2 separate regions of the Zea mays genome follow, and region 1 is linked to region 2. Evidence: chromatin contacts called from public Hi-C data. All regions are on one chromosome and are shown on one strand. The core of a region is the stretch at or near the end of the contact, and the rest is flanking DNA. Distances in the headings are between cores, read along the strand shown. Region 1 holds the start of LOC100193335 (Ras protein Rab11A). Region 2 holds the start of LOC100217241.

What was found. A called contact is a pair of places that touch in the nucleus more often than the background predicts.
Region 1: a Hi-C map of leaf shows a contact between it and region 2, with 3 times the contacts expected there. The contact joins the promoter of LOC100193335 here to the promoter of LOC100217241 in region 2. A contact is called at or near these places in 3 of 25 Hi-C or Micro-C datasets (ear, endosperm and leaf).

What each region holds. Positions count from the first base shown.
Region 1 is chr2:175,647,227-175,653,992 of Zm-B73-REFERENCE-NAM-5.0, reverse strand. LOC100193335 (Ras protein Rab11A) reads left to right here and starts at 2,617. Exons shown (of 2, transcript NM_001138471.2): 1 at 2,617-3,319; 2 at 5,436-6,371. The coding sequence starts at 3,137. The coding sequence ends at 5,924. LOC100383334 (UDP-Glycosyltransferase superfamily protein) reads left to right here. Exons shown (of 10, transcript NM_001175992.1): 6 at 1-52; 7 at 150-266; 8 at 417-520; 9 at 795-885; 10 at 970-1,621. The coding sequence ends at 1,056.
Region 2 is chr2:175,470,463-175,477,052 of Zm-B73-REFERENCE-NAM-5.0, reverse strand. It overlaps LOC100217241, which reads right to left and starts at 1,452. Exons shown (of 10, transcript NM_001143596.1): 1 at 1,328-1,452; 2 at 281-417. The coding sequence starts at 1,442.

The DNA.
Region 1 (6,766 bases), core at 1,368-3,867, 180 kb before region 2:
AGCTAGCTGTGGACTGTTGACAGTGAGCACTAGAGTCGGTGGTGTCCCTGAGGTATGTGGTTATGATCTTCAGTTTCTCCTTTGCAGAAAATCCCTACCTTGGTTAGCTGATTTTTCAGTTTCATGCAATTTATCATTTCTCTTTTCAGGTTCTTCCAGATGACATGATAGTACTTGCAGAACCAGCTCCTGGAGATATGGTAAGAGCTGTCAAGAAAGCCATCGACATGCTACCTGGAATAGACCCCCAGATTATGCATCTTCGGGTGAGCCTGAACTCTCAACATTCCTCAACTTATTTGAACTCTGCATTGTACCATTTCTATTGTGCTTATTTTGCATTAGCTTCTATTTAGTTGGAGTTTCGTGTGCAAGGTCCTTGGTATTGATTCAGCTTCTTCTGTTTTGGATCTTAGATGAAAGAACTTTATAGTTGGGACGATGTTGCCAAAAGAACTGAGATTGTTTATGATCGTGCAATGGAATCTCCAACAACAAATTTACTAGATCGCCTTCCTCGGTTAGTAAACACAAGATTTTGACAACTCATCTTGTTTCTTCAAATAGATTTTGTCAATGAAACAATATATATATGTTTTTGTGGCTACCATTGACTGGCTTATTCCATCATCCTCTCCTGTTGTCATGCTAAATATATTTACATGTTATTTTATCAGTGTCAAATAATTTTAGGTCTTAGTCCATTTGTGATCCATATCTTCACATTTTAACTGTCATCAAAACTGAAATACATTTGCTATTTTGGTGCCTCTAATGTTGTATCTTACTTGTAGGTATCTTACTTGTGGATCTTGGGCTGGAAAACTGTTTTGCCTAGTTATGATCATCAATTACCTACTATGGCGCCTTTTAGAATTTCTACAGGTATATGTGTATATCCATGCATTCTCTCTCCGTTTACCTGTTTTTAGATTCCGTGGAATCCTTACACGAGTTTTTTGCCCTCAGCCTGCTGTAGGTATTGAAGAAGTCCCAGATATAGGGCCACTACATGCTCATTTAGGTTCAAGGAATGATGAGGCTCAAGAGAAGTGAAACTTAAATCTTTGACAGTTTTGAAATGGTTGGGGACTTGAGGTGGCAGTCATGGTATCTTCTGCTTGTCAGCATTCGTTCTGATCCACATGCAGTATATGCCTTTATGATATGGCCCCCGCACAGCATTTTCTCTTGAAGCTTCCCGTCTCCGTAGTCGCAGCTGAAAGAGAGTGGAACGCCTTGATTTGTAGGATTTCTTGTCATGCTGGTTAAAGCTATGGTCCGAGTCTCTGTCATTGCCAGCTTCTTTTTTTTTTCTTCCTCTGCGTAATGCGTAGTGAGTGGATGGCCTGCGTTTTAGGCACGTCATCAAACCAATTATCTGCTGGAACGTTGGTACTCTCTTGCCACCATATTGCAACTAGAAGTCTTGATTGGCATGTTGCCACACAAATTCCTACTATGTTTGATGTCTTGTATCATGTCGGAGCACCAATTCCTGCTGTGTTTGTGATGTAATAATGCCAATTCCAACCAGCGACGTGAGACCAATCTGCATGGATCCAGTCGATAATACTTTTTGAATATAAAATAAGTGCAATCTCTTTTCGGCACTGTTTGGAATTCAAGACTGGCCATTCGCTTTGTAAGGTACGAGGTATTGCAGGCACTATTCAATTCTCATCATATGAAATATTTTGTGGATTTTCTGTTTTGTTTAACGAGTAGTACAAAACTTTTGTACAATTGGAATCTGTGCACCTCCGTTCTTTCTAGTCTACTTTTTTTCTGTCCACATTTATTTAAATGATAACAAATATATATATATAAACTATATTTATATATTATTTAATGAATATATAATTAGTCTAAAACGAATTATATTTTAAAATAGAGTGAGTATAAACGATAAGTACAAGCGATGCATGCGGTTTGTGCGGTCCTTTCACTTTTCTTGCTGTGGCCACTTGGCCAGCAACGTGCCCTGCAAAAGTTAATGTGAAAATGCTGCCAGGGGCTGTTTGGTTCCTCCGACTAAGTTTTAGTTGCGTTGACGCTAGTTAATGCTAGTTAGGAGTACTAAATATAATCTAAATATAAAACTAATTATATTGATAATGACTAAATTATAAGATGAACTTATTAAGTCGAATTAATTCATGGTTCGACCATATGATGCTATAGTAAATATTTAGTAATTATAAATTAATTAGGCTTGTTAAATTTGTCTTTTCGCCTATATATAATTAGTTTTTAAATTTAACTATATTTAATACTCATAATAGTCATTAGTCTCTAGAACTAAACACTCCTTTATTTGTTGCATCTATGAAGGTTGCCGGCTAGAGCAAGGATATTGTTCTATATTAAGTTAAACTTAAATTTAACTATATTTAATACTCATAATAGTCATTAGTCTCTGGAACTAAACACCCCTTTATTTGTTGCATCTATAAAGGTTGCGGGCTAGAGCAAGGATATTGTTCTATATTAAGTTAAACTTGAGAAGTCCTTTAGAAAAAAAGAATTGTTTGGAAGCTTTATAATAAGAATTTAGATTTCTTTCTTCTTTAGCTTTTTTTTCCTTTTTTTTGTTGAAACCTGTCTAATTTACTATACGTTTTACTGTATTAAATTACGAGCATTAGAAGTTTAAGATGACTCTGTTGTTGTATCCGTCTGATTGATATTTTAATTTTTACAATAAATCTAGTTCGAGAAGTTAAACCAAACCCCTTATTTTAGAGACCAAACCAAAAACCAGGAAAAAAAATCCACAAAGGCACAAAGATGGAAAAGGTGTATTGGACTCTTTTTAAAGCTAAAAAAACAGTTCAAAAGATTGCTGCTTTTCGCTTCAGTGCTGCTCCGATTCTGTTTCAGAAGATTAACAATTTGAAATTGTGACGATCCTAATTGCCATCTTCTCGATAATAATGAGGAAAAAAAGATTGACGCGCTTTTCGTGTCCTCAGAAACTGCGGGTTTGCTGAAATTCTCCTCCACTTTCCCAAGCAAAGAACAAAGAACCGCCCTTGTTCTCTGCGACTCTGCCCGGCCGGTCTCCGAGGCGGGCGGAGGGAACCAGAGAGCAAGGCGAGGAGCGCGGAAGGGCTGAGGGAAGGGGCGGCGGGGCATGGCTCGCCGGCCGGCGTCGTGGGAGCAGGGCGGCGACGAGTACGACTATCTCTTCAAGGTCGTGCTCATCGGCGACTCTGGCGTGGGGAAGTCCAACCTGCTCTCCCGCTTCACCAAGAACACCTTCGCCCTCGACTCCAAGTCCACCATCGGCGTTGAGTTCGCCACGCGCACACTCCAGGTCTGGCTCCCCCGTCTCTAGTGGTTCTTCAACGTTTTACTTGTGGGTACTAGTGTATAATAGATTAATAGTGCGTTCGACTGGTAATGTTCGCTGGGGTGATTCATCGCTTCGCTTGGGGGTGCTCTGTTTAAGCGATTCTTGGCTTGCGACCCCATAGAATTACGCCTTGTTCGGATTTCGAATTTCATTTGTTTAGGATATTATGGTGGTGGGTTGGGTTTCTTGTCTTCAGAAAAGTACTAGTACTAGGAGAACCCTATCGTATAGTGTCCGCTATTGGTACGGTCGCCTCGCCTACAACTGATGGTGGTACTCTCAACTTTTGGCTCATGGGAAGTTGCCAAGTGTACGCGTGTGGATGTGCTGCTGGTGGCCACAAATTATGGGTGCATGAGTGGTAGTTATTTCTTTCAGGCCATGGTAGTTGAGAGGGAATAATCTCAGTTGAGCTCGACATGAATGATAAATTGAATGAAGTGATTACTAACAGATATTTACGTCTTCTGGTTTCAATTACTCTGTTTATATTCACAGACTTAGGCCCTGTTTGTTTCCTTCTAGGATTATATAATCCAGCTTATAGAATATATAAGCATCTAATGGGCTGCTTATGGATTATTATAATCTAGGTATTTAGATTATATAATCCATCTAATAATCTGTATTGTTTGTTTGCCTCAACTTATTTAAGCTATATAATCTCGAGGGTAAACAAACAGGACCATAGATCATGCCTAACCTTCTTACTTAGGGCATGTCTGGTTCTCCGCCACACCAGGGCACATCAAGGCTGCCACACGTGCTGAAATAGCTGTTTGGATTGCAAATAAAATTTGGCACGGCACAGTTTTTTTTGCATTGTTTTACAGCAGAAAAACTCGCCACAGGTTTGGCGGCCGTTTTTTGGTGCCACAAGTGTGGCATTGCCACAGCACACATGGCGAGTTCGGGTTGGGAACCAAACGCGCTATTAGTTTGCAACTGATTACCCACTCGCCACTTCTCTCTCCAGCACCACTCCAAGCAATACAAGAGGTGTAATTTGGTGGGAAATGATGGATCAGAAATTCGAAATGACAGTTATATATTGCCAACTGTTTGTTATGTGCACCTTCGGAACTGAATTTTGAATTCATTTTTTTTTGTTTCACACTGATTAGGATACTGCAATGACCTGCTTTGTGTTAATCTTGCTAGGTCATCCTAGTGAAATGTACATACATTTGTTCTGGTTCCTCAATCCCAGACCTTGATTGAGGGACATGAATTGTTACAGGCAATGAATAAAAAAAATTCTTTTCGGATTAGTTAGTGTTTGAAGGTTTGGTAGTGATACTGGAATAGAAAGTTCTCGTTGTTTGTTGGAATAGGTTCAGTTAGTAATCAGATCAATGGTACATGGACAAATAGCTAGTTTACTATGCATCAATGTACTATAGGATGTTTTTCCACTATGAAATGCCACAAAGGTTCTACTACCATTTGGCAAATTGCCATGATGAAAGGATTTACTGCTCTGCTCTGCTGTTAATATAAACATGCATTTTTAGTAAATCTCATGCATCTGCTTAAGATTAATGAATGCATTGTTTAAAACTGCTTGCACTTATTTTTTTATACCGTATTATTTTCTTAAATCAGAGGCCAAATATGATATTGAATGGGGATCTACCAGAATCTTAATATGTAACATGAATGCAACTGCTGCCTAAACTTCTTATGTATGGTATTAGTATATCCAGCTATTGATGAGAAGAAATTAAGAAAACCTGGGTCGTTACATAAGACTACAGCCAGTTTTGCTGTACCAAATCCTAGCCCATTCCACACGGACGGATCAGGATTGATCTAATTTGCTGGCCCATCCATTTGGACTGGGCAAAGATTTGGTCCAGTCACCATGGATGCTGAGTACGTAACGGAATTTGAAACAAATGCTCTGAAGAAAGTTCCTAGTTAATTTTATTATTCAGATAAATTGATCATTATTTCACTTATATGTGATGCACATTGCATTTACTTATGAATAAATTTTCCTTATTAGCACAGCAATACTTCTGTTCCTGCTGCCACTGAAGAAACAAGTTACAAAATTTGATTTCCTCTGACTCAGGTGGAGAACAAGATTATAAAAGCTCAAATCTGGGACACTGCTGGGCAGGAGAGGTACCGAGCAATTACAAGTGCTTACTATCGAGGAGCTGTCGGGGCGTTGCTAGTCTACGATGTCACTAAAGTAATGACATTTGAGAATGTGAAGAGGTGGTTGAAGGAGCTCCGGGACCATGCTGACTCGAACATAGTCGTAATGCTCATTGGCAACAAGACTGACCTTAGGCACCTGCGCTCTGTCGCCGTTGAGGATGCTGCAAGCTTTGCAGAGAGCGAAGGTTTGTTCTTCATCGAGACCTCTGCGCTCGATGCGACAAACGTCGAGAAGGCCTTCCACACCGTTCTAGCCGAGATCTACCGGATAATCAGCAAGAAGCCCCTGTCTTCGGAGGAGTCTGGTTTGGGGTCCGGTAACCTCAGAGAGGGACAGTCCATCCAAGTGTCAGCCACAAATTCTGGCGCCCTTACGTCGCGGTGCTGCTCTTCTTAGAGCCACGCCCACCAGGATCATCTGAAGAACAACAGTTCGTCAAGAAGGTCCTCTCTTCCGAGTCGAAATATTTACTCCCCTTTGTGTGAACAATAAGCGTAGATTTAAAGAATGTCAGACTCAGACGCTGACTATATATACTTGACCTGCATAGTCATGTTCCGTCGAGAGGTGCTGTGGGAGAAAAGTTGTATTGCTCTCGAGCATAGAAGAAGGCTGTGTGTATCAGACCCCAGCAAAGCTGCTTGCTATTAACCGTGGCAGGGTAGTCTCTGTGATTTTGCAGCTATAATTTTGTTGGGGGTTAGTTACTATGACTGCGGAGGGTGTCGTGGCTTGTGGCAACTTGATTCCCGACGTATTATAGAATCCTCTTTGCTATCCGTTTGGCATCTGGTTCTTCCTGTTTATTTATCCTCACCAACCAAGCGCACTGGAGTTTATCCTGGGAACATGACATTTCATAACGAAATTGATACTTCGCTGTGTTGGAGGAAAAAAAACTGATACTTTGCTATAATATCCCTTTAACCAGTTACAGTTATTATATGTAAACAATTAAGACCTCAATGTATATATATATCCCCTTTGTTTTTCTCTTAAGCTTTGATATCACTTGTGTCCCCAGGGCAGCCCACAGATATATAGCCAAGGTTACATAAGGAACCAACAACCATTCGAGCAGTAATAATTATGTCTGTGTGTGGTGTATTATGTGTATATATATCGCTGCGAAGTATATGCAATATGATGTGTGCATGCATATGATGTGTGTCAAGAACCATATACACCGAATTTTTTGTATTTTGTCTCTTTCTTAAAAAACAATTAACGTTTAGATC
Region 2 (6,590 bases), core at 203-2,702:
GATACATTGATAGAGTAAATAATAAAGTACATCTATAAATTTTTCATGACCTTTGATAGTGATTGCATGGTAAACATGATTGAACAGCAATTTTTGCCCACAACATTAGCTGTATATAAATAGAAATTCAAACTTCAAAATTTGGTAACATTAAGCATATTGCTACAGTATACACAAGATTGTAGATAAAAGACAGTCAGTACATTCATATTCATATCAATGAACAGATACATGCAGCAGCATTTCTCTTGCATAGCACCATGTAAAGGGCACCACCAACCTGAATGAATGGATAGTCCTGCAAATACTCCCTGGTGTAGTTAGTAGAAGCAGGCCAATATGGACCACAGAATAGCACCCGGGTAAGAGCGCCGTGTCCATTCCTCTCACTTGGATCACCCATTTTTGAATACTGACCTGTAGCGATGAGCTATGTAGTCAAAATAAATATAATGAATTGTCTAGAATCACAGATACCACTTGTCTCCAAGAGACTCAAAATTATCACGAGAATAACAATATGTCAAAGATATCCATCCATCAATTAGACTTCCAAAATAACTAATTGCTTCCAAACAATTTAACAGAAACAGAACAATCCTTCTATAAAGACAATCGGAGTGATGTATATCATAGCCGAATTTCCAGAAAGCAACAATCATATTGGATTGAACATACTGATGCTAATGCCATGTAAACAGTAATTTCATTTAGAGCAGTTGTTCCTTAGCTAGCATGATCATTTTGGCTTCTGCCTTATACTGATTAAAGTTTCAACTCGTGAATGAAGTAAAATCATGTCAGGCAAGAGTTAAGAAAGAGATGGAAGGAACAAATCTAGAGCCAGTGCAGGAGGGAGAGAAGAATGTTTACTGGCTCCAACATAGATTGATTGAGCAACCAATACACCCACTCTCCTCTGCAACTCACAGTTTTAATTGCTACTCGCTGTGCTCTGCATTAGTTACTAGCACAACACAAACTAATCTGAACCTGCTGACAGCAATATAAACTCTATCAACAGGAATGTGCAAGGTCAACCTCAGCTCAGTGTATGTGTATTTATTAGTTATGTATTTCCTCGTCAGAGAACCCAATCCGATACGGTTTCATCGGCCCAGTACAATTCATCACAAAAGAAAGAAGAAAAAAATCAGCATCCGAGCACCTACACAGCCCGAAACGAAACAAGCACCTGGCAATCCGGCTCTTGCAACTGCAGCCAAAGGGTTGTAAATCAGGGGACGCCCGTGCAGGACAGCAGCGGCAGGGCAAAAGGATGGGAAGCGCCAGGGTCTGAGAAAGAGGGGAAGGTGGGGGACGGTACCTTGGGAGGAGGAAGGAGAGTGCAGCCGGTGGTGTGCGGCGGCGTGACGGGGCAGTGTTAGGAGGAGCAAGGAGGTGGGATGGCGGCCGAGTCTGCCAACTATTGCTCCGGCCATAAAGGGAAGCGTTGATTGGTGGCGTCAGCTGGCAAGGTGCCGGCGGCGGAATCCTTAGGCGGTTAGGCAGTGTTTGGTAAGGACTAATTTTTAGGCCCCATATTTGGTTGACGCATTAGAACCAATAGTTAATTGCTAAAATTAAATAAGACATCTAAATAGACTAGCTAACAGTTCAGCTATTAGTTACTTTTAGTAAACTAGCTACTAGTTAGTTAGCTAATTCAATTAGCAATTTTTAGTCAACTAACTATTAGGTCTAGTGCATTCAAACACTCCTTAGTCTCTAAATTATTAAACATATAGAATAAGACTGTCTCCAACGACGTTCCCTAAATTTCATCGTTTAAAGGAATATTCTCTGTCCTTTACAGCTCACTCTAAAAGATTTCATCCTCTATATTTTCAACATCTTCAGCAACATCCTCTAAAATCGGTCCTCTATATCTACAGTATTAACAGATTTCACAATACACGTTGTTTTTTATCGATCTTAAAAAACAGTTCATAGCGAAATTACATATTGATTTTATTGGGAAACAATATTAGTTTATATTGAGGCAAATAATTACCAGACGTCTATATTATAAGTTTTTGTTAGTCGTCTACGCAATAAAAAAATCATTTGTAGCATGCCAAAAATGATTTAGGAACTAGTTTAGATAATTACATTTTCTAACCTACATTACTAATTGTTTTTCCTAATGAAGCGTACGGCTCCAGGAGTTAAAGCGCCAGAGAGATAAAAAATCATTTGTAGCATGCCAAAAAATCATTTGTAGCATGCCAAAAATGACGCAACGCAAAATCGTTCGCAGATGCAAAATATTTTTATATTGAAATTATTAAATATGTTAACAGATGCAAAATCGTTCGCAGACGCAACGCAAAAATCGTTCGCAGATGGAGAAGCATCGTCTCTGGCGCCGCATCCCAACACAGCTCCTCCCAGCCGAGGTCCTCCGCGACGAGCTTCTCCTCAGCCAAGCTCCTATACGCCGGCGAGCTTTTCCACGTCGTCGTAGCAATGGCCTGCGTTGGTGCTTCTTCTCTCTGGCTGAGCTCCTCCCCCGCTCCGCGCCCGCGCAACCGACGTCCTCTATCACCTCTGCGCTCTGTGCCCGCGCAGCCGACGACCGAGGTCCACCGTGTATATAGCTTTAGCGGACGAACAGGAATCCGCTATCTTTAGCGGAGGAAGAAGCACCCCTAAATTTTACCGGAGCCTTTAGCGTTTATTGCTGGAGGGTATAGAGGACGTAAGAAACGCTATATTTAGCGGACATGTTGCTTTACAGTGCCTTGTTGGAGACAGCCTAAGGGCTACTTTGAAAACCTCAAAACCCTTCGGAATTGGAGGTGATTGAGGTGGAAATAAACTAATTTTCTCTCCAATCCCCTTCAATCACGAAGTGGGTTTGAGTTTCCAAACTAGCCCTAAGGTCCTTTTTGTTTCTCTCCTAGATTATATATGTTGTATTATGGTGGAAGGTTAGGATGGTAAAACATTTCAGCTTATTTGTGGTACTAAAGTGATATTTTACTCTCCTACGTTTTTACCATAATCCAACTTATATAATATAGGAGCGAAACAAACACACCCTAAAAAGACTAAATTATTTTAGTCTCTAATTTCTCAAAGGCCCCCTAAAAGAGACTAAATCGTTCCTTTTTACTGACTTTGTCTCTCCTTTATTAATGTTGTCGAGAACAAGTGGGAGAAATTAGTTAGTTGAAGGGTAATTGAAAGGAAAATGGCCTTAAACCATTTTAGATATTAGTTTTGGTGCTTGATGACCATCACGATCATATGAACTAACTAGTTTGCTAAGTCTTTGATTCACAGGTTCATAAGATCAATTTTAGAGTTTCTAAGTCAAAAATAACTCAAACACAACCAAGAAGGGGTAAAAGTTGGAATAGATGAACTAGCAATAGTTTCATACTTTGAATAAGTTCTAAATACCTCTAGAATCATATTTGACACATCTAAAGTGGTTGGATAGTTCAATTTCAACAAGTCACTCTTTTAGAGCTAGTTTGAGCCAAAACACAAATATGAGTTAGTAAAAATTAAAATGTTCAAGATCCATGGCTTAGACTAGTTGGATAGTCTATACATATGTTTGTCTGAGTCATAGGAACATCCTCAACTACAGGCAAAAGGAACAGAAGAAGAAAAGACAAACTTAGCAGTCTGACAGGGGTCTGGTGGTGCACGTGATCGGTACTTTGAGGTCCAATGTGCCACCAAATAGTGTAGTTTTTGCCCAACCACTCCAATGACTTTGGGCAGTTGTGGGCTATAAATACACCCCAACTAGAACAATGAAGACACAAGAGCTACACCAAACATCCATACATTGATTGCAACATCTTACAAGCATTCAAAGCCACATCAGCTCCGCATTTGCTCAATATGAGTTAGAGAGACTTAATGCATTGTGTTCTTGAGTTGTTGCAAGTTCTTGTGTTCTTGTTCTTGTGTTTCTTTCTCATTGTCACCCCAATTCTCACATTTGTAAAGCTAGCAAGAGACACCTAAGTGTATGGTGATCTTTGTGGGGACTAAGTGTCCCTTGGGATTGAGAAGAACACTCAACCGGTCTACGTGACCATTTGAGAGGGGGGAAAGGTTGAAAGAGACTCGTCCTTAGTGGACTCCTCAACGGGGAGTAGGTTCTTCGAAACTGAACCTCGGGAAACAAATTGTCCATGCTCTTTGTGTTTGATCATCGATTGTGATTTGTTTCTTCCTCTCCCCTATCTCTAGTTCTCTTGATTCTTAAGTCGAACTCATTTTGAGATCTTCTCAACAATCTCTTTAGCATGCCTTGGGTTTCACTTTTGTCCTACAAAAAGAATAATGAAGTGAAGCGTGTATAGTCATCAACAATAACAAGATCATACTTCCACTGATGATTATATAAGCAATGGGGCTAAATAGTTCCATACGTAGTAGCTCCAATGGTCTTGATGTTGTCATGATATTCTCTACATGATGAATTGCATCAACTTGCTTTCCTGCTTGACATGCTCCACATGATATGTCTTTTTCAAAGCAAACATGGTTAGTGCTAACATATTCCTTCTTTAGAAGCTTATGAAGATTCTTCATTCCAACATGGGCAAATCGGTGATGTCATAACCAACGCATATTGGTCTTAGCAATTAAGCACACGTCAAGTTCAGTTTTATCGTTCAAAAAATCTACTTGTTGGGTATGATATTTAGGGGTACACAGATTATCCCCCTAAAACGCAAGGACATCATCAAGGTACGTTCCCCGAGGTCAAGAAGATCGGACTCTGCCTCGCCTGAGGTCCCCCTTAGGGGTCTTCAAAGGACATTGCCTCGCCTAAGCCCAATCTCGGATGAGGTGTGAGCTCAGGCGCGTCTCCGTCCCATCCGAGGCCCCTGCACCCCTGGGAAGTCATGTCCGCCTCGCCCGAGCCCATCTCGGGTAAGAAAGGCAGGACTTGTGATAGGGCTTGCCCGAGGGCCACTAGGGAACAGTCGCATTCAATGCGTGTACCTACCCCACATAAGGCTACAGGCGTACAGGGACAATGGGACCGCAGTCTTGTCGAAAGATTCACCACTATGATTACGCGTGCGCATGTCGCCTGACAGCCCCTGACAGAACATGTAATACGACAGGAGCGCGGATCGGCCCTCGGGCGTGAACTCCGTCTCGCCCGACGTAAAGCTTGCCCTCGGAACAAACTCCGTCTCGCCCGAGCCCGGCCTCAGCTACCTGCTCCCCCGTGAATCCCGTGGGAGGCCATTCCTTCAAACTGTGGTGCACGTCACTGAATCTTGAGTCAGGCTCGGTCACGACCTTGGGTGGACTTCCGCCTCGCTCGAGCACAGTTCTACCCTCGATATTTGTGACAGAGGGCGCCCCCAACATCATTAGATACAGTGGAGCTGACGCATCCTCTAAGAAGCTTTTTTCCCATACTAAGCATTGTGTCAACCATTACGGTATGGGCAACCCCTCCCTAGAGGGACTCAGGAACATGGACCATCCCTCGGCTTTGACCTCGGCTCTCAGCGGAAAACAAGTAGGCACGAGTCAACAACGTCGTACAAGACCATACCGTATACAGGGTACGCAAGACGTCCGCTCACAAGTATGCTGCCAACTCCCGTCCTCCAGGAAGCCTTCTTGAGCCTATAAATAGGTTGGTCTATGGCTCCTCCAAGTAGAGATGGCAATGGGTACCCGCGACCCGATACCCGATGGGTATTTACTCCATTAGGGTATGTATGTGGGTTGAATATTCTACCCGTGGGTCTATTATTGGGCAAAAATCTTCACCCAATGGGTAAACGGGTATTAGAACCTTCCTCATTCACCCATACCCGTTAACCCATGGGTATAAAATACCATGAATTTTGACTTTAGTCATCCATCTTTTTTACTATTTAACAACCTTTTAGGCCATAATTTCATAGAATGTTTAACGACAATTTAATGACCATGTAATGGAACATGTAATGTGCTATGTAGTACTATCCTAGTGTTACTACTTTATCCAATTATCTTTGGTGTGTTGAATGGATGGTTAAATGTTGCTAGAAATTTTGTAATGGTATTTAGATGGATATACTTGACATTTGTATAATATAATATTTTGATAGATGTTTAGTTTTTGTGGGTACGGGTGACCCGATGGGTGACCCATACCCACATGGGTATGTGTATGAGGGTAAATCCGTACCCACCCGTGTATATGGGTGACCCAATGGGGTTATTTTTGTGTCGTGGGTATGGGTATGGGGTAGTAATACCCGGTAGGTATTTACCCATTGCCATCTCTACCTCCAAGGAGGGGGTACGATAGATCATTAGTCTTCTCCTCCACTCGGTATTGGCATTTGCCTCAATCACTTCTTGGGACTTGGGGTCCTCCCCTCTCCCGATGTGCTTGTAACCCCAACTGCGAGCACTTTGGTGCGAGTAATATAAGCATCATCCCTTCTCTGCTGGAAGTAGGGCCTTTCGTAGCCTAAACCAGGATAAACCACTTGTGTTAACTCGCATGACCATCTGGGTCTGGGGTATGTGATGCTATTTCACTGGTTGGTTAGGTCCACGGATCCAAACACCGACAGTTGGTGCGCTAGGTAGCGGCTTAGTCA